Linked DNA regions of Hordeum vulgare: region 1 is linked to region 2. The links are chromatin contacts, called in public Hi-C maps. All regions are on one chromosome and are shown on one strand. The core of a region is the stretch at or near the end of the contact, and the rest is flanking DNA. Distances in the headings are between cores, read along the strand shown.

Region 1 (5,980 bases), core at 1,789-4,288, 62 kb after region 2:
AGCATGTCCGGTATTATAATCCCTGTTTCGGGTTCGGTATTACCATAGCTTAGTAAACTTTGACCGCCTACACAGCACGTGCTGAGCGATCTTTTTGTTTTTGTTTAATTATTATGTAGAGGAACTTTTTGTTGTTGTTGTTGTTGTTGAGTATGTAGAGGATCTTTGTTATGGAGAGGATGTATTCCCTCCGTTCCTAAATACTCCATTTGTATTAGAATATATGTCGCTGGAGTAGCTGAGTTTAGCTACTCCAGCGACATATATTCTGGTACGGAGGGAGTATAAGTCTTTTAAGCGATTTTACTAAGGGTCTACATACGAAGCAAAATGAGTGAATCTATACTCTAAAGTATGTCTATATACATCCGTACGTAGTCCACTAGTGAAATCTCTACAAGACTTATATTTAAGAACGGAAGGAGTAGTTCTTTCCACACGACAGAGATGATACGATTGAAGTTCAGGAGGCATGGAATTATGTAGGACGGAATACTTCCTTATTCCAAGTTTGTTTTCGAAAATTGCTTTTGAAGCTAGGCCTTCGCATTCAAGTTTAATCAAACTTCATAATTTTCTATGTCTAATAGGATTCTGAAAAGATTACAGATATGCATGAAGGCGTAACGCACATGCGTGTCAATTTTGAGGGGGAAAATACATTGAAATGAGGGTTTTGCAAAAGAAAAGAAGGAACTTTTTAACACATGTTACTATTCATGCTTTCAGACCATGAATTTATTTTTTTATATGAAGCGCATCTTAAGGTATGTCATCCTAAAATTTACACACATACACATACCATCCTTATTTAGCCGCACAATTTTTTTTCCACTTGAATTTCTCAAATATTTTGAGCTCCAATGAGCTCGGTCACTAAAACAGCGTCTTCATTTATTTTCTTATATATAGGTGTATATAAAAAATTCATACACTATCCGTTCACAAATATAAATTATCCTGTAGTGAACCTGAATCTACCCAACATCGATTTTTTGATTGCATAGTTGCTAAAGAGACTTGGTCTATTATTACTGAGGTCTTTGGTATTTATATACCTGATTCTTTTCTATCTTTATTAATTTTCTTAACCAAAAAAGAGTGGGAGGTTCTTAATATTGATGCATCTCATGCCTTGTGAAGCTTATGTGTATTGCACAATGATTTTGTTTTCCAAGGGCGAAAATGACAAAGTATACGGTGTGGGATCAAGGCAATGGAAAATTACTTTGTGGACACGCTCACAATGTTCTTCTTCTCCGGTGTTTAAGACTGTTGATTCACCGATGAGAAGAGTTGCTTATGATTGCCAACGTGCTTGATGCATGCAGGGAGTTCATCTTGCGTTTTGTGCTCTTCAATTACTTGTTGTGTCAAGCGATCTTCGCTGTCTTAAAATGTAATACTGGCCACTTTATGTTAAACCCTTCCTTTAGTCGGTGGCGGCAATTATTGTTTCGTCGCCAAAAGATGTTAACCATTTGAATTTGGTTTTATCTTTCTTGGCTTAAGAAAGTTAGGGCTGAAGGAAAATCCCGTTCGTTTGGAAAAAATTGTATACGTACACATTTTAGTATATTTGTTCAATCATTTCGTAGTCCATAATAAAATATGTAAGTCATCTTATATTTATGAAACTGACGGAGTATAGTATCAGCTCGGCAAGAAAACCGAAAACAACAATAGAATGTTGTAGTCTTTGTGATACAATGTCATCTTAAGTCTCTATCAGTCGTCAAGTCAACATTTTTTTGCCGTCAATAAGTCAACATGTTGACTGAACTTATTTTACTACTCATGACATATGTGCTTTACCTCGATCTTTTTCCACTTGGCGTGGTCACCTTTTACATCTTCCTTGATAAATTGTTAAGTTCAATAACCGGTAAAATTTTCAAAATTCTTAGTAAATTCTAGAGGTTCACTTAGCCCATTCGTGTAAGGCAAGAGGTGAAACTAAAGTTTAGTCTCACATTACTAGTTTGTTAGGAGTTGGACCTCTTATAAAAAAGAATGTTTCCTCACATGTATGAAACAAGAGAGACGTACACGTGTGCTCCTTCTCCTTCGCCGTTCGTCTCGTCACGAAGCGCTTGCACGCACGACTGGTATACGAAAGGTCGATTGGGAAGTGAAAAGTTTTGCGGTAGTGGACATTAAATACGAACGCTGCACCCTTCGACTGCTGCTTTTCACCTGCCTCTCTTGTGCGAAACCTCGCCTTTTTGAGTCATGTATGGGAGAAGGGTGATAAGGTTTTTGGGAAACGCTTTGCGCGGCTACTGTCTTCTTTATCACGGCCACCACAGACGTCGAGGACCACTTCCTGGACGACGACTTCTTTCCCGACGTCAGCAACCTCTTCAATAATATGGCCGGTGACGATTGCAACGTCAATCCCACTGCTGCCGCTGCTGCAACTCAGTAAGTGTTTGTTTTCTTCTTGTTTGAGTTCTGCCGCAATTTCTTGTTCTAGCTTGTGTTCTAGATATGTTTTGTTCATACTCATCACTTCAGATGCTACGTGCATACTCTCTGTATTATCGCATGACTTGTCTTATAACTACTATGATAGTCGCGATTTCTTTACTATTTCTGTTAGTAAAATTACATGGTAAATCGTTCATACTTCCGACATATTTCAACCTTTGTGTTCTAGTCTTGGACATTTGCTAAGCGTATGAGTAAGTACAACATGTTGCACCCATTACAAAGCAGATGCCGCACCCATCGCCAGAAATGCAGGCTACCGCTCATCAACACAACCGTTTCTTGTTTTCAAAAATTTACTCATCCAGGGCGGCCCACATTCCAGCGGGGGGCTGGCTCGTTCTGACGTCCGCACGGCCCGGAGTCCCGGAGCAATTTACGAATTCGCGCACCGCAGGGGCATTTCCGTCCATGTACGATAGAAAAAGCTACGCCCGGAAAACGGCAAAAGCCGCAGCGTGCGAGACTGAGCCGAGCGGCAGGCAGCCAAGACACACAACGCAACGCAACGCGGCCGGGTCCTCTCGCTCGCTCCACTTCCACTGCCCACTTGTAAACAAACCTCAGTCCCCTAGCCGCACTAGCGCCAGCGTCCCGAGTCCCCAAGCCCAGACGGCGAGCCGCCCCAGGAGCGGAGGAGAGCGTGCCACCCCCCTCCCCCTCCCCGCATTGTTTCAAAATCCGCAGGCCGGTCCCCGCAGGCGGCGCGGCGGTAGGTCGCCGGCGGCGAGGGGTGTCTCTGGTGCAGAAGGGCGCCTGTTCGTTCTTCAAGTTGTAGCCGGAGCAAGGTGCTGGGCGACAGAAGGGCTGGGGCGGAGGAGTGAGTGAGCGAGGGGGAGCCATGTCCGCTGCGCGCGTCGTCGCATGCCTGCTGGCGGCGGTGATGTGCCTCTCCTGCGAGGCGGCGAGGTCGCCGGAGGCCAGGATGCACCGCCACCTCAAGCGCCTCAACAAGCCGGCCGTCAAGAGCATCGAGGTACGTGCGCCCGCCGAGCCAGCTAGATTAGATTCTTTCTGACCCGACCCGCTGTTATTCTTCCCCCAAGATTTGAATGGGGATTTCTTATTTTTTTCCCTTCCTTCCTTCCTTCCTTCCTGGTCAAAGCTGGCAAGTATCCGTTTCAATCTGCATTTTTGGGGGAGATTTGGGCGAGATTGATGCAACGGGCGCAGTTCTTGGCCGCTCAAAGTCGCCACGCCCTGATTCAAAAGGGCGGCCTTTCCGGGGGGCTTGTTTTTCTTTCCCCGGCGGCCTGTTCTTGGGGCCGATTCGCTTTCTCCCTTTACGAATTTTGCAAAAAGGCCAAGCAAAAATTTCAAGAAAAAGATGCCCGCTACTTTGTGAAGAAGAGTTTCTTTCTTGCTTAACTGTAAAATCTGAAGCTTCATCGGTGGATGCCAGCCAAAGCAGCGGTACTAGTGTCCTTTTGAACTTCAGTCAATCAATGGATGCCAACCGAAGTAGAGCAGCGGTGTCCTTTTGCAATGGATTTCTTCGTCGATTCTTGCTCAAAACTCGAGTCAGCGGACGCTTGCTAACTGTTGTTTGTTTGCAATTCAATCGAGCAGAGCCCTGACGGGGACATCATAGACTGCGTGCACATCTCGCACCAGCCGGCCTTCGACCACCCTTTCCTCAAGAACCACACCATCCAGGTACCAATATTAAGTTTGATTTCAGATGCATCAGCAGCAGGACATGCCGCTGTTTTTGCTGGATTCATTCCTGAGAATTTTTTTTTGTCCTTGCAGATGAGGCCGAGCTATCACCCGGAGGGCCTGTACGACGAGTCCAAGGCCAATGTGGCCTCCTCCGGCGACGGCGAGAGGCCGATGGTTCAGCTGTGGCACCGGAACGGCAGGTGCGCGCCGGGCACCGTCCCGGTCCGGAGGACCAAGAAGGACGACCTGATGCGCGCGAGCTCGATGCGGCGCTACGGCAGGAAGCACAAGCCCACGGTGGCGAACCCGATGTCGGTCGATCTCGCCATGCTCAACGAGGGCGGCCATCAAGTAAGTGCACGCATTGCATCCATTTCCATCTCACTCTTCAGTGTTTTGAGTGGCAGCAAGGAAGAAGAAATGCCACTGACCAGTGCTGTGTATGTATGTGTATGAACTCTGCCTGCTGTGAATTTTGCAGCACGCGATATCGTACGTTCAGGGCGAGAAGTACTACGGCGCCAAGGCGACGATCAACGTTTGGGAGCCCAAGATCGAGCAGCCCAACGAGTTCAGCCTGTCCCAGCTGTGGATCTTGGGGGGCTCCTTCGGCGAGGACCTCAACAGCATCGAGGCTGGCTGGCAGGTACCACACTGATAAGATCACCCAACCACATACAGCTCCTCCATGATCTTCATCACCTCGTAGTCGTAGCCCATGTCTGTCTAGTTAATGCCACACCGTCGCTGCGGTTGATTGATGGATAGCTCTGTTCCTCCCGTTTCTTGCTACCTCTGTTTGTGTCACGGGCCCTGAACTTTTCTCTTCTCCTTTTTGTTGGTTGATTAATCAGGTTAGCCCTGACCTCTATGGGGACAACAACACAAGACTGTTCACATACTGGACTGTAAGTTTTTGTCCCTTGACATAATCCTGTCAAAATTCAAGCCTGTAATTCTTTGTGAGATGTGCTTGTGCTGATGATCTTAACCATCCATGTTCTGTTTCCTGTAGAGTGATGCGTACCAGGCAACAGGGTGCTACAACATACTCTGCTCAGGGTTCGTCCAGATCAACAACGAGGTCGCCATGGGGGCCAGCATCTTCCCCATCTCGGGATACTCCGGCTCGCAGTACGACATCAGCATACTCATCTGGAAGGTGAGTGGGCATGCAGTTCATCTGGTACTGTTCAAGAATGGGTTATTGTCACAAACATGAATGCAGAACACAGGAATTTCTGCTCACTTGCTGCTGTGCCCTTTACTCCTCTTGCTCCTTGACTGGACTCTGGGGCTCTGAAGATTATTTAGTGCATACTCCTCAGCATGTGGCTATGATACATGTTTTGTCAACAACCTTTTTTAGCCTTGATGATTACTCTAGTTGTGTTTGTCAATAGAAGCCTCATGAAGCATTGCTACTTTTCACCTCAACAAGCGAGTGCCATGCCGAGATAGAAAGACAGTGTTTTTCATTCTATCACGCACGGGTAATGAGTGCATTCCACGGCCTGCTTAGTGCACCATCAGTGAGTGTCGGCATCTTGACGCTAAACGGCTATCCCCGTACTGAAGTCTAGATATATGCCAAAGCTGATGATTTTGTATGCTGTAATGATGCATGTCTTCTAATCGGTTTACACTGGACCGTGATACCGATACAGTAATGCTGCTGCTGCATGTCTTGTTCTAACGATGGTCTTTGTGTGCCGACACAATGTAGGATCCGAAGGAGGGTCACTGGTGGATGCAGTTTGGTAAGGAGTACGTGCTGGGGTACTGGCCGTCGTTCCTCTTCTCGTACCTGGCGGACAGCGCGTCGATG
Region 2 (5,934 bases), core at 3,410-5,909:
CTTCTGTCTTCAGGCTGTCTTAAAGCCTGCCGTAGCTCGGTCAAAAATGCTTTTGACATTTCGGATCAGTTGCATATCATGAATTCCTGTTGTGAACAGAAAATGGTTTGTACAGTGCGTGAACTCTGGACAATCCATAGCTCCCTTAGTAATGAACATCAAAATCCAGGATCGGCATCTGACTAGCCGAATCTGATGGATTTTCATTAGGTTGTCCACTAGAATTGAACCACATCAGAAATGTTCCTTCTAATGTTCTAGAGATATATTTTCAAGTACAATCTGGTGTCTTTTTCGAAAGAAAAAAGACATACAATAAGGTGTATCTGTTCTGGGCATGTGGTCATTCGACAGTATCACTTATAAGCCTCTAAATTCTACATGTTGTGTTTACAATCGGGTTTCCAACAAACCTGGAACTCTGAAGGGACAAGGTAACTATGGAGTCTACTACACACACTCATTCTCCCAAGATCATAAAATTAGCCATGAGAGTGTCGATTCTTTTGAGAACTCGTGCATACAACACATGATGTGCATTGTTGTTCAAGACTAGCTATGTTTTATTAGAGCTTTTATTACATCAATACACGGTAGCGTATATCATGCTTTTGACATTCCAGCTCAGTTGCATATCCTGAATTCCTGATGTAAACAGAAAATTAATGATATTTAGCTGGTTGAGATTATTTTTTTAAACGAGGCTGGTTGAGGTTTTGACTCAAGGGATCAGTGATATATGGACGAATGGACTTTTAAGAACATCTAGGAATAGGATTATAAGGACAATAGTTCTCAAACATATTTTCGTAATTGACCGTCTCTCCAGTTTCCACCCTTCCTCAATGAATGATGATGATATGTAGTGGCTTACGTGGTCGGTCTGCTAAAACTTTTAGATCCGCTACACCATTGAGTTTTATTGCTTGACTTCCCGAAAGTAACGCCTTAGTCTTAGAAAAGAAGCATGTTTCTGGAGTACTATGTGACCAAAAAGAAATGTTCTATTTGATGGGAGCATTTAAGCACTTGGACTATAGTTACTGGATCAAAAGGAAGCTTAATGTGAACCTTTGTCCACTTAAGAAAATGTGGCTTCTGTTTTTAGGGTTTATCTGCAAGCAGAATTTGTTTGATGTTTTAGAACATAAGAGCAGTTGATATCGTGTCACTCTACTGAACTGAGTGGTTTCATAATTTTTAGAAGATAGATAGTACCATCATGGTGACATATAAGGGCTTTGGTGCTTATAGGTTGCAAATCTTTTATGTATATATGTTACTTCTGTGTCTGTGTGATATTTCGGTAAAAAGGTTTTTTTCATCTTTAAAATTTATATTTACAGCCTTGGCTACGTCCTTTTTTTATTGGGGCATGTATGCTTGATGCTAAAAGTTTGCACTGCATTTCTTGGAATAAGAATTTCTGTGTTGGGAAATTTCAAACTCTACATCCTCGTCCTTCTCTAACTTGTCTTCGTTTCAGGTTGCTTAGGAATAGGCTCTGGAAGAGAGAACTTTGGGCTTCAATTTCATAGACTGCACTTGCCTGCGATACCTCGCGCAAAACCATTAGGCCTTCTTGTCTCTTAGTCTTCAGGACCTAACATCTTGTGGATCATCATTGTTAATAAGTTCATGGGTTGGGAGCTACTAAATGGACATCGGAGAGCTGAAAATCGGTTGACATTGTCTGTATATTATTGCATTGTATGTATAAAGTGGATCTAATCGCCAAGTAGTGGTGATGAAATGTCATCTGTGTGGTTGTGTACTCAGTAAGTCGAAATGCAGTTCGAGAATTCATTTGAAGTGTCTGCCTGTTCATATGTGTAAGGTCTCGCTATTGGTACTTGATGAGTGACATCACATCCTTCTTTCTCTGGAAGTACACCGGTATTTAGGAGTTGTGTTGAGACATGGGAAATAATCCCTTGGCAACGAAACAGAGCAATCTGTGGTTGCTTTCAGCATTGGAAACCTTTTGCTCTGTGAATCTGTGGTGGATTACAACTGTTCACTATAATGCCATGCCGACTCATGTTTCCTTTGATTAAAGGTTCTTGCAAGACGGGAATCCGTTGATGCTCCCGGGAGCGCTTGCAGCACGCATGAAATAGTTGCTCCGTTACCTCTGTATATGCATGAATCACATGTTGTTTCACTTTTGAGCCAGCTGTGTTTGTGTTTTCTATGGTTTCTTCCATGTACTTGGGAAAACAATGAATGTTTGTTTCTGTACATTTGCAGTGAGACCCAAAATGCCACCCCTAGGCACTGATTGTTCAATTGAAAGAGGGGATAGAGAAATTAACATGCTTGTACATGGGTGGTACTATTGCCTGGCAACACATTTTTCTTAAGGCGTAAAGGTGAATTGAACAATGTTTGCCCTGTATTTGTTTTTCTAAACGTAAAGGTAACATGATCCCGTTCAGACAATTATATTGCACTGTTATTTTCCTTGGCCTTCAGTATGTCTTTGGCAAGCTTGGCGCATATACCTAGTAGACATCAATAACCGATTAAACCGCAACAAAAAACTATACAATTTTTATACATCTGGTTGTAATTTTTGTTACATCTGGTGTTCTATATACTAGATTGATTGATTGCTTATGAATAAACTGGAAGTTTTCTCTCGTGTAGAAAAAACGATCATAAAAACAAAAGGGAAACGTTTATACACAGCGTGTCGGTCGAACTGTTTCGGCCGGACGCACCGCGTTCATCCGATCTGGGCGGATCGCGCGCGTCCCCTCCCCCCGCGCAGGTTGCCGTCGCCCCCTCCCGTGCGAGCAGCTGCGTCGTGTGCTCCCCAGCAGTCGCGTCGCCCTCCCCGCAGGCGCCGCCGTCGTGTGCTTCCCTCACGCAAGTCGCGTCGCCTCCTCGCGCGCGGCGCCGCCGCGCGTGCTTCCCCGCGCATGCCGCTCGCCCCCTCCCCGCGCAGGCGCCGCCGCCGTGTGCTTCCCCTCTGCGCAAGTCGCCGTCGCCCCTCCCCGCCGCCCAGCGCGCGCGCCGTCGCGTGCTGCTCCTCCTCTGCGCATGCCGCCGTCGCCCCCTCCCCCGCAGGCACCGCCGCACGCCCTCGTACCCTTCGCTGGCGCTGCTGCAAAACCGCCATCGCCGGTGCTCGGGCCGAGCCACAGGGGAGATGACATGGCTGCCTCCTGCCATGTACCGATCTGTATGTATGCATGTATTTAAAAAAAGCTACAAACGGTGTGCAAAAAGCTTCAAACGGCATAAAAAAAGCTTCATCCATTGATAAAAGAAGTTACAACCACGTCCATGAGAGTTGCAACCAAACTTCACCGGAGTTTTGTAGGCGGAGTTGCAACCATGATGAAAAAATGTTGCAACCATTATACAAATTTGATACATCAGTCATTCTTTTTTGTTGCAACCGTATTTTTTTTTTGCTACAATCGTTGACATGGGAAAATGTAGAATAATACACCTACCGAGACGAAAGCCAAAGGCGAGTTTCGTAGGTGGACGTATCGAACTAAAATAAGATCTAAGATTGACATCTTGATACAATGATTTACCACCTCACTCTTGAACTTGTGCATGTCTGCTTCGTCTTTCTTGATCGGTTCCTCGTGTTGCATACAATGAAGTGGTGTCATGTAACGCTGGGCATAATCTCTGAAAACTCCTGACTGGTTCGGTGTGGTTTTGTTTATTCAACACCAATAGCCTTCCTTTATCGTAGACCTCGCTTCTTTTCATTAATGACATCTGGTCCGGTCTCCAGTTCTCCTTACTGGGGATGCCTGCTCTTAAAACGCTGATTGCCCCTAGCTACCTCGGCTCATAATATTCCCGCTACGGACCGATCGTACCACAGACAGTATCTCCTTTGTTTCCCCCACCATGTTATTTCAATAGGCACAACATCACATTCGAGAAAGATGCGCAACTCAAAACGGAAGCAGGAAGCGTGTTGTCAAAAATGTCGGAGGTTACCAGATCTCTGAGACTACCATCGATCCGACAGAGCGGAACGACCAGAAAAAGAAGTGGAGTTAGAAAGCCGTATGATAGGTGGTAACTATCTGGCGAGTTGCAACCATGATGAAAAATGCTGCAATCATTATACAAATTTGCTACATCAGTCATTTTTTGTTGTTGCAACCGTATTATGTTTTTGCTACAACCGTTGACATGGACGAGTTGCAACCATGATGGAAAATGCTGCAACCATTATACAATTTTGCTACATTTGTCGTTCTGTTTTGTTGCAACCGTATTGTTTTTTACAAGGGGTTGCAACCATGAGCGCACGCTGCTACATCCATGGAGGTTAAAAACGCACAGGAGGCGACATAGGTGAGAGCGGCGAGGGCGGCGACCGACGGTGAAGGGCGGTCAGCGGTGAGGAGGTGAGGTGAGGCGGTCGGCGCGTGCTGGGGGCGTTGGCGCGTGCTGGGGGCCTCCCGTTGAAGAGAGGAGGGATGAGGACGACGGGATCCGACGGCTTGGAGGGAGGGGGAGGGGCAAACCTGACGGCTGTAGGTCGACCGGCCTAATAGTCGGGCCGGCGCGCCGGTGCTTCCCTAAACAAAATGTCGGCTATAACCCATCCTAGTCCATGCAATCCACCTCCAGGCTGCAGTGCAGCGAGTGTGGCTGGCGTCGCCTGGACGTCTCCTTTTGCTTTCCCTCCCGCCTTCCAAGGAAGCAAACCGCGAGCAGGGGGGAAACGGCAACGGGAAAGGGGAAACCCCCCACCGCGTGCGATCCCAAACCCAAATCCTTACTGCTATGCTATATCATTATCACCCCGCCGGCCCTCCCTCCCTCCCCCTAGTACTCCTCCATTGTCTGCCTGTCGCCGGATCTCTCACTTGTCCTCGACTCGAGCTGCTCCTCCTTTGCCAGCCAGCGGAGAAGCCGCCGTAAGCCAGCCAGCTCTTGCCCCGGCTGCTCGGCCAGAACCAGAAGGCGGCGGAGATGGGGTGGCCGAGGCGTGCCCTGGCAGTATGGGCGGCGGCCGCGATGGTGGCCATGCTTGCCGCCGCGGTAGGGGAATCCGATGCGGGCGAGCTGGACCTGGACCGCGCGTAAGTCTTCCATTCGAGATTATACACCTGTTTTGCTTTTCTTTCTGTGCCATCCTGTTGTGAGCACTGCTCTGCTTGCATGGAAAAGAAGTTATCATTAGCGTTACAACTCAAAGACGTACGTAGCATGTGCTAGAGAGAAATGATTATTTTTAGCTTGAACCACAAGCCTATTTCATCATGAAAACTTACGGAGATGTAGTGTACTGTACGTACATCCCTAGGTTCATGTGTAACTGTTTTCAGAACTCTTTTAATCTTCAAAACATGAAGCGATTTCAGAAAAGAGACCCTGTACAACAATCATTGTGGCTACCAGATTTTTTTATCGATGGCAGTTATGATGCAGGTTCCCGATTGTGGAGCCGGATTATGGCCACACTAAGCTCCGTCTTTCGAAACAAGGCCTGGAGGCGATTCAAAGGATCAACACCCCGATAGCAGCTGTTTCTGTATGTCACGAAATTACTAATCTCTGCTTCTCGTTATTACAGTGTTGGTTCCTCTTTCATTTTCCAAATCAACGACACGGCGATGCGGCCTTCGCATGTTTGTCTCTGGCTGCACACACTGATCAGTTCTTTCTATGTGTCTGTCTGTGCCTGTCAAATCAGGTCATTGGTCCATACCGATCTGGAAAATCTTTCCTTCTCAACCAGCTTCTCTCCTTATCATGTGATAAAGGTATGATGACAAGCTTTTCGTGTCTTATATCTCTCGCTTCACAATTCATGTTAATGGTTGCTTTGGCCAGGAGAATGATAAATTTGCTGTGCAGGTTTCGGGGTTGGACACATGCGAGATACCAAAACTAAAGGTAAGATGTGCCATCAGTTTTATGTTCTTGTGAATGCCGCACACATAT

What was found. A called contact is a pair of places that touch in the nucleus more often than the background predicts.
Region 1: a contact with region 2 is called in a Hi-C map of leaf, with 3 times the contacts expected there. The contact joins the promoter of LOC123452871 here to the enhancer-like site in region 2. A contact is called at or near these places in 4 of 6 Hi-C or Micro-C datasets (leaf and seedling) and 1 of 1 datasets of contacts at active chromatin or transcription factors (embryo).

The regions. Positions count from the first base shown.
Region 1 is chr5H:554,191,427-554,197,406 of MorexV3_pseudomolecules_assembly, forward strand. LOC123452871 reads left to right here and starts at 3,039. Exons shown (of 7, transcript XM_045129597.1): 1 at 3,039-3,466; 2 at 4,060-4,146; 3 at 4,243-4,503; 4 at 4,634-4,798; 5 at 5,007-5,060; 6 at 5,168-5,314; 7 at 5,879-5,980. The coding sequence starts at 3,332.
Region 2 is chr5H:554,127,467-554,133,400 of MorexV3_pseudomolecules_assembly, forward strand. It overlaps LOC123452869, which reads left to right. Exons shown (of 2, transcript XM_045129595.1): 2 at 1,487-1,812. It also overlaps the pseudogene LOC123399043. Among protein-coding and RNA genes, the nearest start is that of LOC123452869, 4.4 kb to the left of the region's middle. Within about 2 kb of position 4,660, at least 2 of the 3 cell types and tissues checked have open chromatin away from gene starts, as enhancers often do. A contact at or near this core is called in leaf, where this site is marked.